Linked DNA regions of Mus musculus: all the other regions are linked to region 1. A link is a contact called in public promoter capture Hi-C data. All regions are on one chromosome and are shown on one strand. The core of a region is the stretch at or near the end of the contact, and the rest is flanking DNA. Distances in the headings are between cores, read along the strand shown.

Evidence for each region. Promoter capture Hi-C pulls out the DNA fragments that hold promoters and counts their contacts.
Region 2: a contact with region 1 is called in a promoter capture Hi-C map of second pharyngeal arch cranial neural crest. A contact is called at or near these places in 2 of 39 promoter capture datasets (cranial neural crest and second pharyngeal arch cranial neural crest) and 1 of 484 Hi-C or Micro-C datasets (regulatory T cells).
Region 3: a contact with region 1 is called in a promoter capture Hi-C map of the HPC-7 cell line. A contact is called at or near these places in 3 of 39 promoter capture datasets (the HPC-7 cell line, cranial neural crest and second pharyngeal arch cranial neural crest).

The regions. Positions count from the first base shown.
Region 1 is chr19:7,481,022-7,485,214 of GRCm38.p6, reverse strand. It overlaps Rtn3 (reticulon 3), which reads left to right and starts at 1,924. Exons shown (of 9, transcript NM_001003934.2): 1 at 1,924-2,276. The coding sequence starts at 2,132.
Region 2 is chr19:3,321,167-3,325,359 of GRCm38.p6, reverse strand. It overlaps Cpt1a (carnitine palmitoyltransferase 1a, liver), which reads right to left and starts at 2,059. Exons shown (of 19, transcript NM_013495.2): 1 at 1,986-2,059.
Region 3 is chr19:3,684,462-3,688,654 of GRCm38.p6, reverse strand. It overlaps Lrp5 (low density lipoprotein receptor-related protein 5), which reads left to right and starts at 2,091. Exons shown (of 23, transcript NM_008513.3): 1 at 2,091-2,300. The coding sequence starts at 2,213. Gm36672 (a long non-coding RNA gene) reads right to left here and starts at 2,105. Exons shown (of 4, transcript XR_388279.4): 1 at 1,916-2,105.

The DNA.
Region 1 (4,193 bases), core at 675-3,174:
CAGAGGCCGTGGAGAGTGCTGTTTACTGGCTTGCTCTCTAGCTTGTTCAGCCTGCTTTGTTATAGAGCCCAGAATCTTCAGCCCAGGGATGCTCCTACCCACAATGGGCTGGGCCCTTTCCCATTGATCACTGATTAAGAAAAATATCCTTTAGGCTTGCTCACCACCTGATCTTATGGAGTCATTTTCTTTTTCTTTTCTTTTTTTTTTAAAGATTTATTTATTTTATTTATATGAGTACACTGTAACGGTCTTCAAACACACACCAGAAGAGTACATCAGATCCCAGTACAGATGGTTGTGAGCCACCATGTGGTTGCTGGGATTTGAACTCAGGACCTCTGGAAGAGCAGTCAGTGCTCTTAACCACTGAGCCATCTCACCAGCCCTGGAGTCATTTTTTTTTTTTTTTTTCCAGAGACAGGGTTTCTCTGTTGTAGCCCTGGCTGTCCTGGAACTCACTCTGTAGACCAGGATGGTCTTGAACTCAGAAATCCACCTGCCTCTACCTCCCAAGTGCTGGGATTAAAGGTGTGTGCCACCACTGCCTGGCTGGAGTCATTTTCTTAATCAAGGTTCCCTCTTTTCAGATTTCAAGGTAACATAGAACTATCCAGCATGCCTGACTTTAACATAGACTTTAAGAAAAAAATACTTAAGCATTCACCAAAATAAGTAATTGGATTCCTGATTACTGGCATACAGTTCCCTTTGCCATCGTTCTCTGGCACTCAACAGCATCGGGGGACAGTTTGCTGCACTATCAATTGATGCCTGCCGTTGAGTGACAGAGTAAGATATTTTCCAGAGTCATTTTGGGAAATATCCTGGATCGTTTTCAGAACACTGCAACAACCAAGATGCTATCTGAGCTTTATTTGACCTTAAAAAACTGTCTAGGACAGATGCGGTCCACAGCTTGTTCCCCATCTGCAGCAGCCTGCTTGCCTAGCGCTCCCTCTGTGAGTTAGCATCTTTACAGAATTTGCTGAATCTGCAATTGCACTTTGGGTCATAGATTGCTACTTAGCAACATCAAATCCCACAGCTTTATCATCATTATGTACTTAAAATTTAAAAAGAACAAAATTTGACATAAATTGATGTCCAGTTTCAAATGTCATTTTTTGGGGGACTCATCTTAGGACATGAATAAAATTCAGTATTATGAGTATCTGTGCCTCATTTTTAATACCTCATTTCATGTCCACTCCATTCCCCCAGTCCCAACCAAGACGTTTTCTCCTGGTTTTCCTTTCCTCGGCAGCTTCTTTTTTATTTTCCAAAGTATGTTTTTTGTAGCTCAGAACATAGCTCAGAGAAAAGACAACCTGAAGCCTCTTTGGGAAGAAAAACAAGATAAAAATATGAAGCCGATTCTGTGCCTGCATTGCAATGTGATTGGAATGAGTAATAGTTTCTCATTCTGTTTAGCATCTTTCTCCACCTATCAAACATGGGACTGTACCATGCCTGCCTCGGTGGGGCGATATTACGACACGACCAGATAATTCAAAAAGAACATTACAGAGGGGGGGTCTTTAAATATTGTACTCTTTGGAGTCACAGGCTGGTACGTATCAGGCAAAGACATCAATTAGGATTTATAATAAAAAATTTGTAGCTTATGAAGGCATAAAGAAACATAATCTGCCAGCTAGAAAACATTCACATAAACAAGTGGAAGGTGGGGAGACTGGGCACGGTTAATCTGTAGCAGGGGCTGCAGTGGCGGGCCGGTTCTAGAGTTTAGCCACGCCCCTTACGTCAGGCTTTCCCCCATTCCCCCACCCCCTACCCCTCACCCCCGAGAGGCCTGCCCCACCCGCGGGCCCAGTCACTGCGTCCTTTCCTGCGGGAGCGCAGAGGGACAGTTCTTGCGCCTGCGCATTGCGTCGCTGCGCGCCTCCGAGGCCGCCGCCCGCGCGTCCAGGCTCTTTGTGCGCATGCGCGCTCGCACTCCTTCTCTCCCTGCGGAGCTCGGCTGAGTCAGTCAGTCTGTCGGAGTCAGTCTTCCGAACAGGCGTCGCCGGGAACTTCGGAGAGCCAGCTGCTGGATTATTCTGTGTCCCCTCCCACTCTCCCGCCCTACGTCTCTCTTCACCCTTCTCCCGCCCTTGCTCGTACAGCCATGGCGGAGTCGTCAGCGGCCACTCAGTCCCCGTCAGTCTCCTCGTCGTCCTCCGGGGCCGAGCCGTCAGCTCTCGGCGGCGGCGGCGGGAGCCCTGGAGCCTGCCCCGCCCTGGGGGCGAAGAGCTGCGGCTCCTCGTGTGCGGGTGAGGCGCGCGTGGGGCTTGGTCCCTGGGGAGCGCGAGCTACTGGGTCTCCGGGAAGGGGCGAGCGACCTGTCTGGGCCGTGGGCGGCTTTAGTCTCTTGGCGGGCATTTGAGGAACAGGCTAAGGGGGAGGGGAGCGAAGGACCGAGGTGAGGAAATAACGGGGTGTGAAGAAAACAGGTTGGGGGCGGGGTGGTGAACTAGAGTGGGCGTTGACGCTGACCCCCTGCAAGGGAGGGCACCGCAGTGGGGTGAAAACGGAGAAAGGCTATGTGCACCCAATGGATCGAGTGCTGGAGGCCCGAGAGCCCTAGGGTGGGTCGGGGGGTGGGGGTGACTTAGAGCAGGATTAGCGAGCCTCAGGGGATTGTGACAGGTGGGACGTAGGAGAAATGAAGTCGCTAGGATTTTGAGAGGGGTAGTGGTGGAAAAGGTGGCGTTGCAGGTTTGCAGACCGGTTGACACAATCTTAAATGGATGATATAGCCTTCCAAAAAAAAATTTTTTTTTTTTTTTGTTCGCCAGAAGGATCAGGAAGTTCTGTTACTGTTTTTGGCTAAACTGAATGCCAGATTTTTTTTTTTTTTTTTTTTTTTTTCTGAGACTCTGAGGTAGATGAGGCGTGATGAGAATAGCATGGGAAGATTTGGGAGGGAGCTGCTGATAGTCCAAGATGGATCCTTGGCTGCATCTGCAACACAGCCGGCTCTTCACCGGTGGTGCATCGTGGGGGTGGGGACACGCAGTCAGTTGCTATATTCTAGAAGATAATAAATACAGTCTTGCCAAGCCATCACCATGTTTTGATTTCTTGTTTTCGATGGCCTATTCTCAATAGCAGCATAACAAAAGGGAACGATTGCTGCAGGGGAAAGAATTCAGACAAAGCCTGGGCTGCTTGAACCCCCTTCTCTCTTGTGTGTGAAAAGACTAGGAGGGACGCTGGCGGCCTCCTTTAGTTTCTTTTGTATACAAGTCTGCCTGCTGGTGGGAGCTGACTGGCAAGCTCGACTCAGATCAGAGAGATCTGCAGTGCAGATGCCTTCTTGAGGAAAAATATGCACCACTGGCAGGTGGTGGTTCTTAAGAGAACTGAGTCTTTGGCGAAAAATTCGGTTTGTCAAAGGAAGGATTTTAAGAGGTTTAGAAAATGCTTTGTTGACTCCAGCGCAGTCTTGAATTATGACACAATATTCCTGATCTTAGCATTAAATATATTCTCTCATGTTTCCTAATACTGGCCTTCCACCTGTCTGAGAGCTTTGGTGCCCTGCAGAATTCTCCATGGGAATGGCCATTTGGATAAATGGTATGGGAGGAAGTTTTCTGGAGATAAAGGGAATGAGGCAGCATATTTTGAACCCTGGTTCTGTTTAAACCACCAGCATTTCTCTTTCAAATTTTTGCATTTTGGGCTATTTTCCAGATAAACGGTGGCTTTTCTATAACTTAGTGACTTGCCTTTAATCACTGCTTACTGTTTGGTTGGCCTAGTCCTAATTTCCAAATTTCTGATAAAAGTCTAGGTTTCAGAAGTTGGCCTTTTGTGCTGAAGATCAAATGTTAAGTATTGAGGAATCAGTCTAGCTAGCACTCAGAGAATTAAATTTTTAGCTATGGTTGTCATCAAATAGTGAAAAAAAATTTTAATACAAAGTAGCCCAGGCTAGCCCTGAATGCAAGATGATTCTGCCTCAACCTCCATGGGAACTACAGGTGCATGCCACCACACCCATCACGAATCAACATTTTTTTTTTTTTTTAAAGATTTATTTATTATTTTATGTAAGTACACTGTAGCTGTCTTCAGACACACCAGAAGAGGGAGTCAGATCTTGTTATGGATGGTTGTGAGCCACCATGTGGTTGCTGGGATTTGAACTCTGGACCTTTGGGAGAGCAGTCAGGTGCTCTTAC
Region 2 (4,193 bases), core at 810-3,309, 4.2 Mb after region 1:
CGCATACAACAAAACAGCCAGCCGGCACCGTGCCTCGAAGGGTTTCGCTGCGAAACCCAAGGGGAAAATAAAGTAAAAATTGCAGCGCTTTTATGAATGGGCAAAATGGGCAAGAGGAATCAGGGTTGGCTAAACCCCGGCCAGCGCCCCAAACTCCCGAGAGAATCAGGCCTGCCGGTTTCGTGACCACTGGGTCAGGGCCAAGCGCAGCGGCGGCGGAAGGGAGGCGTTCCACCCCTCATCTGCAGTCAGGTGGCTTTCTAGCTCAAACTCGAAAGGTTTTGTCTTGTGCAGGAAGCCGCTTCGGCCACTTTTGATACAAAACCTAACCGGAGCTTGATTCCAAAGACGGTTAAGGAGTTCAAAGCCGGGCGTGGTGGTGCTCGCCTATAATCACCGCACTTATGGGTGGGTGCAGGAAGGAGATCGGGGGTTCAAAACCAACCTTGGGTACAGAGCAGGCTGGAGGGCAGCCTGTGTTACATGAGATCCTATCTCATTTTTTAAAAGTAAATAAATAGATAAAAGAGAAAATTCAAGTGTAAGGTTAAGTCTAGCGAGGCTTTAGTTAAGAAAAGCAATAATTTACATGACAAAAGAGCTCCGGGTGCTGCAGCAAAACCAGTCTAGCCCAGGACTCTGAATGCGGACGCTGCCCAGACCTACCTACTACTCTGCACTGCCCCGGAGCAAGCACTGTCCTCCCCACACCACAGTCCTCTGCTTTAGGTCCTCACTGAGTCCTGAGTCGACCGACTAGGAAGGGGGTGGTGGTGATGTATGCTTGCTGGCACAAATAAAAGGCCAAAGCTGTGTTTTAGTCATTTGGCTTGTGGTTTTGACAGTGATAAACACGCTTGAATATCAGGAATGACCAGAAACCAGACGCCTGTGCAACAAAATGCTGTAACTAAATACGCGTTCCGAAAGGCTTCTAAACTCACTTTCATTTTATTTGCGAACTTCCAAAGTTAGCAGTTTCCGACTAAAATCTGTTTTTGGACAACTATTTAAATGCACGGAACGAGAGTCGGCCCAGAGCTGAGAGTACTGAGCTTGATTGTATGTAGCCTGGTTCACACTAGGAACTTTTTAACTCCTTAAAAACTTGAGCGTTCATCTGTGTTCTGTGACATCAACGAAAACCAGACCCGATTCACAATAAGATGAAGAAAAACGAAGGGTACCCGCTGTTACCGCACAGCCTGGTTGCCCAGACCGTGCTGTCCGGCTGTCCCAGGCCAAGTTCGCTCAGGCCAGGTCACGTGACGCCCCCACCCTCCCGGGCTCTGGTCCCGGCGCGACCTTGGGCAGTCTCTGACACCCACCTGCCCTTGAACCCCGGGCAAAACCGCGGTGAGGGGTGCAAAACACTTAAGTCTCTGCGCCAAGGGTGTGTCCCGAAGGCTATACTGCAGGGACCCGCACGAAGAGAGGGCACCGGCCACCTGCCAAGTCCCCTGTGCGAGCATCCTTCCTACTGCCGAGCCCGACCCTCACGGACCCCGAGAACCAATCCACCTGCAGAGTAGCGGGTGGAAAGAGCCTGGAGAACGCTCGGCGTCCACACTGGCCCCAAGCCACCCGCGGAGTGGGGAGTGAGCAGGGGTCAGAAAGGGAGTTGACACTCCTACTGGTCAGGGACCAAGGAGTCACGCCTAATCATAAGCATCTTTCACAGAGCAATGAAGACCCCAAACCCACGCGGTGAGTGAATCCACCGTGGGGCGGGACACCACGAGCCGAGGTCCCACGCGTCCCGAGTGGAGGCATTTTGCCCAGTCTGGGGACCAAGCATCTTTCCTCCCGTCCCGGGATCCCCCAGATCCGTCACTGCGCGGGGGAGGGAGTGCCCTCTGCTTCTCCAATGCGCGGCTCACGCGTACCCTACGGGCACAGTCTGGGTCTCCCTCCACACTCTTAAGAATGACACCCGCGCGCCCAGCCCAGGGCGGTGCCGCAGCGCTGCCCTCGCGGTGTCTTACCGAGTCTGCAGACGGCGGCGGCGGAATGAGCGAGCGGAGTCCGGGCCGGGGCGGGCGAGGCCAGGCTCACCGACGCGCGCCGCGGGTGATTGGCTGAGCCCAGCTGGGCTGCAGCGCGGGCAGGACGGGGCGGGGCCTGGACGGGGCGGGGCTGCGGGGAGGAGGTCAGTAAGGAAACTGAGGCTAAGTCCCGAGCTTGCCAACGGCAGACCTAGGACAACATTCCTTACCCTGAGAGCCTCAGTTTCTTCATATACAAAAGGGACCAACTCATTAAAGCCATGTCCAAAACAGCTCTTTGCACCATACTTGGCTTACACTCGCGGTTTACACTAATCCGCCCGTAAACTTCTCTGCAACCCTGCGGGAGTTATGCTGATTTTGCTCCAGACTTTTGGTTTGTTTGGTTGTTTGGTTGATTATTTTTTTTTTTAAAAAAGGGGAGTGGGACGCTTGGGGTGGTGTTGGGAAGAACGGCTTGTCTAACATCAGAGAATGAAGAAGTAAGCTCAGGTTCCAAGTTTGAGAACAGATGTTTGACATCCGGGGGCAGGTTGGCGCCAGAGGCCAACACACTCATAGTCTCCCTGGGATAAAATCGTCAGGGGGCGGGGGAACCCTCATCTGCGGAACAATTAGGGTGTGTGGGTAGCTCACAATGCCGTGCATTCCTTGCCTGTGTAAGGTCCTGGATTCAAGTCTCTGCGCCCAAAAGCAACGGAATCGAAGTACTCTTTGAACGCTGAGAACGAATAGGTGTCAATAGGGGAGTGATTGGAACCTCGGACAGAGTGGCTTCTGGAGGGGGATCGCTGGCAGCACACGGGGAACGAAGGTTGCAGGGTGAGTTGTGAACAGGGTGTAGAGAAGTCGGGCCAGACATGGCAAAGCACTCTACCCGCCAGATGGGGCGCCCTCCCAGGCTGCAGCTCCAGGCCCTGCGTGTAGCAAGCTCTCCATAAATGCGCTGAAGAAGGAAGAGTCGCAGCTCTGAGGTCAAGCACGCCTGGTCATGGAAGAGCCCTGTTTGCCTCCATCTTTCTCTGCCTTGCCGTGGAAGGGTTCCATAGAGAAAATGAAAGTTCCCCTTGATCCCGCCCCCAACTGTAGTTAACTGTTGCTGTATCTCATCTCCCCCTACACCTCTATTATTTAAAAGGACAGGCGATTGTTGGGTGTAACTTTGAGATTTTTAGTTTATGTGAAGGGACTCATAGAGAATCGGGGTCTTTCACTTGCCTTCATTGTTCTGACACACCCAAACGCCTTCCATCTTCTTAAGCATCCTTATCTGAGCACCTGTTCCTGAGCGTGGAAGCAGAGACCAGTGTGACATGTGGCTGGCACTGCAGAGGTGCTATCTGGAAACACTTTCTGCTGTCCCCCGGGCCTCATCGGCCTCGATGGCTCTAGTGTCACCTCTTGCTGCCCCCTACTTAAGGCTCCTTTTAAGTCCTGGACTGTTGGACTCACCTTAAATGCCCTTCCTTCTCTCCCTAGAACCCCAGTCCTAACCGGTCCCCTCCCCAAGGACACTTCCTCTTTTCTTGGCGTCCTGCTTTGCGTCCCTCTGGATTGGCCCTGTGCCCTGTCTGTCCAGGAGGCTCAGCGGCCTTGACAGCAGGCCCTCCCTGCCGGCCAGGAGGGACAGGAGCAGGGGCGGAGACAACATCAGAAGGAACTCTCAGACACCTCGTGCCTTGGGGAGGCACCATAATGAGCCAGAGCCGCCTGCACCTGGTTTTATCCTGTGGGGACCTCATTTTCCTTCCTCTACCCTCACCATAGCCCTTTTCCCAAGGACTGTAGCTCCCGGAGTGGCTATTAATAAAGAGCTTAACCTCCCCCTCGCCCCTCGGGGTGGGGATGGGGAAGCTTGGGGCATTAACCTAAACTCCCTGAGCGCTGAAAATATACCAGGAACTGGCACCAAGGCTAGAATAACCTTTCTCAAGCTCGCCTGTTTATTTTTCACATTCTTTCTCAGTTTCAATCCCATAGACTGTGCCAGCTGCTCACGATGGATACGTTTGCCCTGTGTGGTGGCTCACATCTGTAATTTCATTACTTGGGAGACTGAGGCAGGAGGATCATATATGAGTTGGAGACCAGCCTGGGTTACAGCGTGAGCCTGTCTCAAAAACCAAACCAAACCAAACCAAACCAAACCAAACCAAACCAAACCAAACCAAAACAAAACAAAACAAA
Region 3 (4,193 bases), core at 842-3,341, 3.8 Mb after region 1:
CTTAATGAAAGAAAATCAGATCTTTACTTCTGTTGCTCATTTAACAAATTTTTTTTTGTTTTTGTTTTTGTTTTTGGAGACAGGGCTTCTCTGTGTAGCCCTGGCTGTCCTGGAACTCACTTTGTAGACCAGGCTGGCCTCGAACTCAGAAATCTGCCTGCCTTTGCCTCCTGAGTGCTGGGATTAAAGGCGTGAGCCACCATGCCCCGCCTAATTTTTTTTTTTTTTTTAATTGGGCACCTACTATGTGCTGGGTCCTGGCCTAGACACAGAAAACAAAACAGACAAATCTTGGCATTTCTGCTGTAATGGAAGGAAAAGAAAGCAAACATACACCCTGCTAGGTGATAGGAACTGTCAGCTAGGGCGGCTTAGAGAGTGGAGAGGCAGTATGGTTTTCAAGAACTAAGTGGGATAAGAGTCCCAGCAATGAGGCCCTCCCCCAGGCAAGACAGTGCCCATCTCTGCAAGGGGCCATTACAGTTGCAGCCCATAAGATGGAGTTGAGAAGTAACGGAGGTGTGGCTAGGCCAGGCCGTGTGAGCCCAAGGCTTCAGCTTCCTCTCTGACCGGTGGGAGGAGTGGTGAGGTCTGGCTTATTTAACAAGCTCCCTGGCTGCAGGGAGAGGAGGCCTCAGAAAAATCAAGGCTGAAAGAGGAAGGCCTTGGGGGATGGGTGAGAGTGGGGCTAGAGAAGGGGGTTGTGCTCTTGGCTCTGTGTTGAAGGTGGAGGGGGGATGGGGGTTGGGCTTGGGTGAGAAGGAACCAGCAAGGACACTAGCTGCTCTAGTCCCCAGTCCCCTGACTGCCCCTGAGACCTCCTGACTCCTCTTCCGGTCAGAGACTGGATACAGCCACCCCAGGAGACTGCTCTTCCTGAACCACTGGCCTGCTTCCGCATTGAAATCTCTGCCCTGACCCTTGGAACCCTGGTGTGGGTCCCCTCCCCCTACTAGCTGGTCCCTGGTCTTCATGTTTTCCTATTAGAAGACAAGTTTGGGGAGTCAGTTCTCTTTTCTTCTGCGATCCTAGGGTTGAACTTAGGTCAACGGGAGCCATCTTGCTGGCCAGCCTTGACCTGCCTTTTGCTCCTTCTGTTTATCAGGTCCGGTTTATGCAGCGCTGGGAGAGCTGTGCACACTAGGGAACCAAGGGCTCTATCAACTCTTTTTAAACAGGGTCTCGCAGGTAGCCCAGGCTGGCCTCAAACTCATGGCAAGCCTCCTGCCTCAATCTCCCGAGGCTGGACACCATGTCAGACTTATAAGTAAAGTCATACACACTTGAGCGCCATGTCACTTTCCCGGCTACTCACTCCTTTGTTTGGGCTCTTATTTTTGTCTCTTCCTAGCATAAACCACAGGAGGGCAGAGGCACCCTCCTGACCACCTCAGCTTCTGTCCTTCCTCTCTACCTTGCAAGGTGGACACTGCCATTAGCTTACTTTCTAAGGACATGAAATGATTTCACCTACACCTGCCTGCCCAAGGTGTGAGGTTCTAGAAAGCACTGCCGGAGAGAGAAGGCTCAGCAGTTAGAAGCACTTACTGCTCTTTTAGAGACCTGGGTTTGGTTCCCTGCAGTCACCTGGTGGCTCACACCTCTAACTCCAGTCCCAGGGGACCCCCACACCCTATTCTGGTTTCCTTCCCGCATGTGGTGCACATACATGCGTGCAAACACTCATACACATACAACAAAAAGTAAATCTAAAAGTAAAAGCCCCCAGTTCCTCCAGCAGTATCCGCTTTTGCGCCTGTTCCCGCGTGCATCCCAAGTGGGGCGGTATGTCTCTGGGCCAGGTGGCTACAGTTGTGGTGAAAGAGCCCAAAGCTGGCTTCGGAGACCTTTGGCTTCCAGCCCTGAGGCCTCCTGACTGTGTGGGTCATGCTTCCACGTGCCTCAGTTTCCTCACCTGTCAGTACAGAGACTTGGCAGGTGACCCACCTGCTTGCCCGGCCTCTCCTGTCGCGGGCCCGGAGAGACCCGCCTGCCCGGCTCCCGGGCGCCCGCAGGAGGGCGCGGCTTGGCGGGGGGCGCGGGCGGCGCGGGGGGCGGAGACCGGCTCGGCTTCCGCTCCCTCCTCCCGCGTCGTCTTGGGCCGCGGCGCCCGAGGCGGGAGCAAGAGGCGCCGGGAGCCGCGAGGATCCACCGCCGCCGCGCGCGCCATGGAGCCCGAGTGAGCGCGCGGCGCTCCCGGCCGCCGGACGACATGGAAACGGCGCCGACCCGGGCCCCTCCGCCGCCGCCGCCGCCGCTGCTGCTGCTGGTGCTGTACTGCAGCTTGGTCCCCGCCGCGGGTAAGGTGGGCGCGGGGGACAATGGCCGGGGCCGCAAGCAGCCACTTTGCAAGTTGCGGACGAGTTGGAGCGCGCTCCGGGGGACCACGCGCCGGGGGACCTCGCGCGGGCCCTTTGTCTCTCCCGCCGGGGCCCCTCCCTGGGGACCGAGCCCGCCAGGTGCGGCGCGGGCGGGCCCTCACCTGCCCAAGGCTCGGGACGCCGGGCGCGCTCAGGAGTGCGCCCACGGGCATCGCGATGGCCCGGGACAGGCCTGGCCTATCGCGAACTACTGGGAAAACTTTTCGCGAGCCTGCTTGCGGCGGCCGGCCTACCGAGCCCTGGGAAGTGCCAGAAGTTGCTAGCTAGGAAGTTCGGAGAGCCCTGCGCGGGGCGGCCTGGCCCTGGGCTGCTGTCGCTTTGACCTGCGTGGGCTGTCAGCCTTCCAAACCGACTGACACCTGCCAGGTGTCCCCGTGACCCCAGTGACCCATCTGACCGCTCGGGCCCCCAAGCGGTGGCCAGGCACCCAGCCCCGCTGACCAGTGCCCAGCCCCGAGATCGGTTGCGTGGGTGCCTTGGTGTGGGGAGGTATGGTTCTGCCTCAGTTGGACCCACCTTTAGGGAAGTGGCCCGCTCGGGAACTTTCTAACTTTTTTTTGGTGTGTCCTGAGGGGTGGAGCTGAGGTCAGGAGGACTCTCGAGAAACGAAGCAGTTGGAAACGCTACACATGTTCTTTTAATTCGGAGATTGCCATGTGGTTTTTAAAGCAAGGCTCTTGCCACCTAAATCATTGTTTTCGGGTGTTTGTGTTTTGTTTTTCTGGAGTGTGGCTGTCCAAGGGTCCGGCAGATACTCTTGAACTCCCGGGTGGTGGTGATGGCAGTTTGGGGCGGGGTAGGGGACAACCTCAGGTCCCTTTGTCTGGGCCTTATTAAGGCGAACAGCTGTCCCCCTGTGTATTTCCAGGGTAGACACTTGAGGGAGGTGGCTGGGCCTGGCTCTGTGCTCAGATTCCCTGGGCTGCAGTCTCTTCCACCTATGTTTGGGGGGAGGGGTCGAGGGGAGCTGGCTTCATCCAGTCTTGGAGCTCTCAAGCTCAGCCAGAGGGCTCTTGGGGAGTCTCCCCCTAAATTTGTCTCCCTCGGGATCATGTTTACATTTTCAGGCCATCTCTGGTGTTAGCAAAACAAGGCGAAGACAAAACTGTGACAGGCTGTGGGAAGTCCAGGCCAGTTCTACTCTTCCCGGAAATGCCTGGGTCGTGACTGCAGAAGGGGTATGGGGCAGCTATTTGTTTTAAAGGTGGGGTTTGTAAGCCGACTTTCCTGTCCTAGGTAGGATTGACATTACTCTGGGATCCCCTAGCCTGTCATCTGGTATCCCAAATTGAACATCTTTATAGTTTGGTGGTGTGTGCGGCAAAAATAGAGTCGATTATTTTAACATTAGGAAGCCAGGCCCCAGGAGTACCAGCTGATGGGGTAGTCCAGGCCTAAAATGGAAGCAAAGAGAAGAATCTTCCTGAAGCTCTTATTTGAGTGTTTTTGGCTGTGCGACCCCCAAATGTCTGTCTGAGATTCTTGCTTTGGGAGTCTGGAGAGAAGGGAGTGAGTGGGCAGCTAATTATTTTTCCTGATTGCTTCCTGTTGCAAATTGAAGCTGTGAGCCCACAGAAAAGCCTTTGTTCTAGTGGTCCCTGAATTCCCCATTCTGGAAGCCCTAGGCTTTCCTTCTCACCGCCTAAAGCACTCACTTGTCCCTGGACCAGCCTAGCCTGTCTGGCCCCCTGGAGGAGGTTCCTGCAGTTGTGGGCTGTCTACCCCTGGGAGGGCCCAGCCAGCACATGTTGGGTTATATTGGGTTAAATGCTGAGCAGAGTCCCCTCTGTGCAAGAAATTACCCAGGCAACC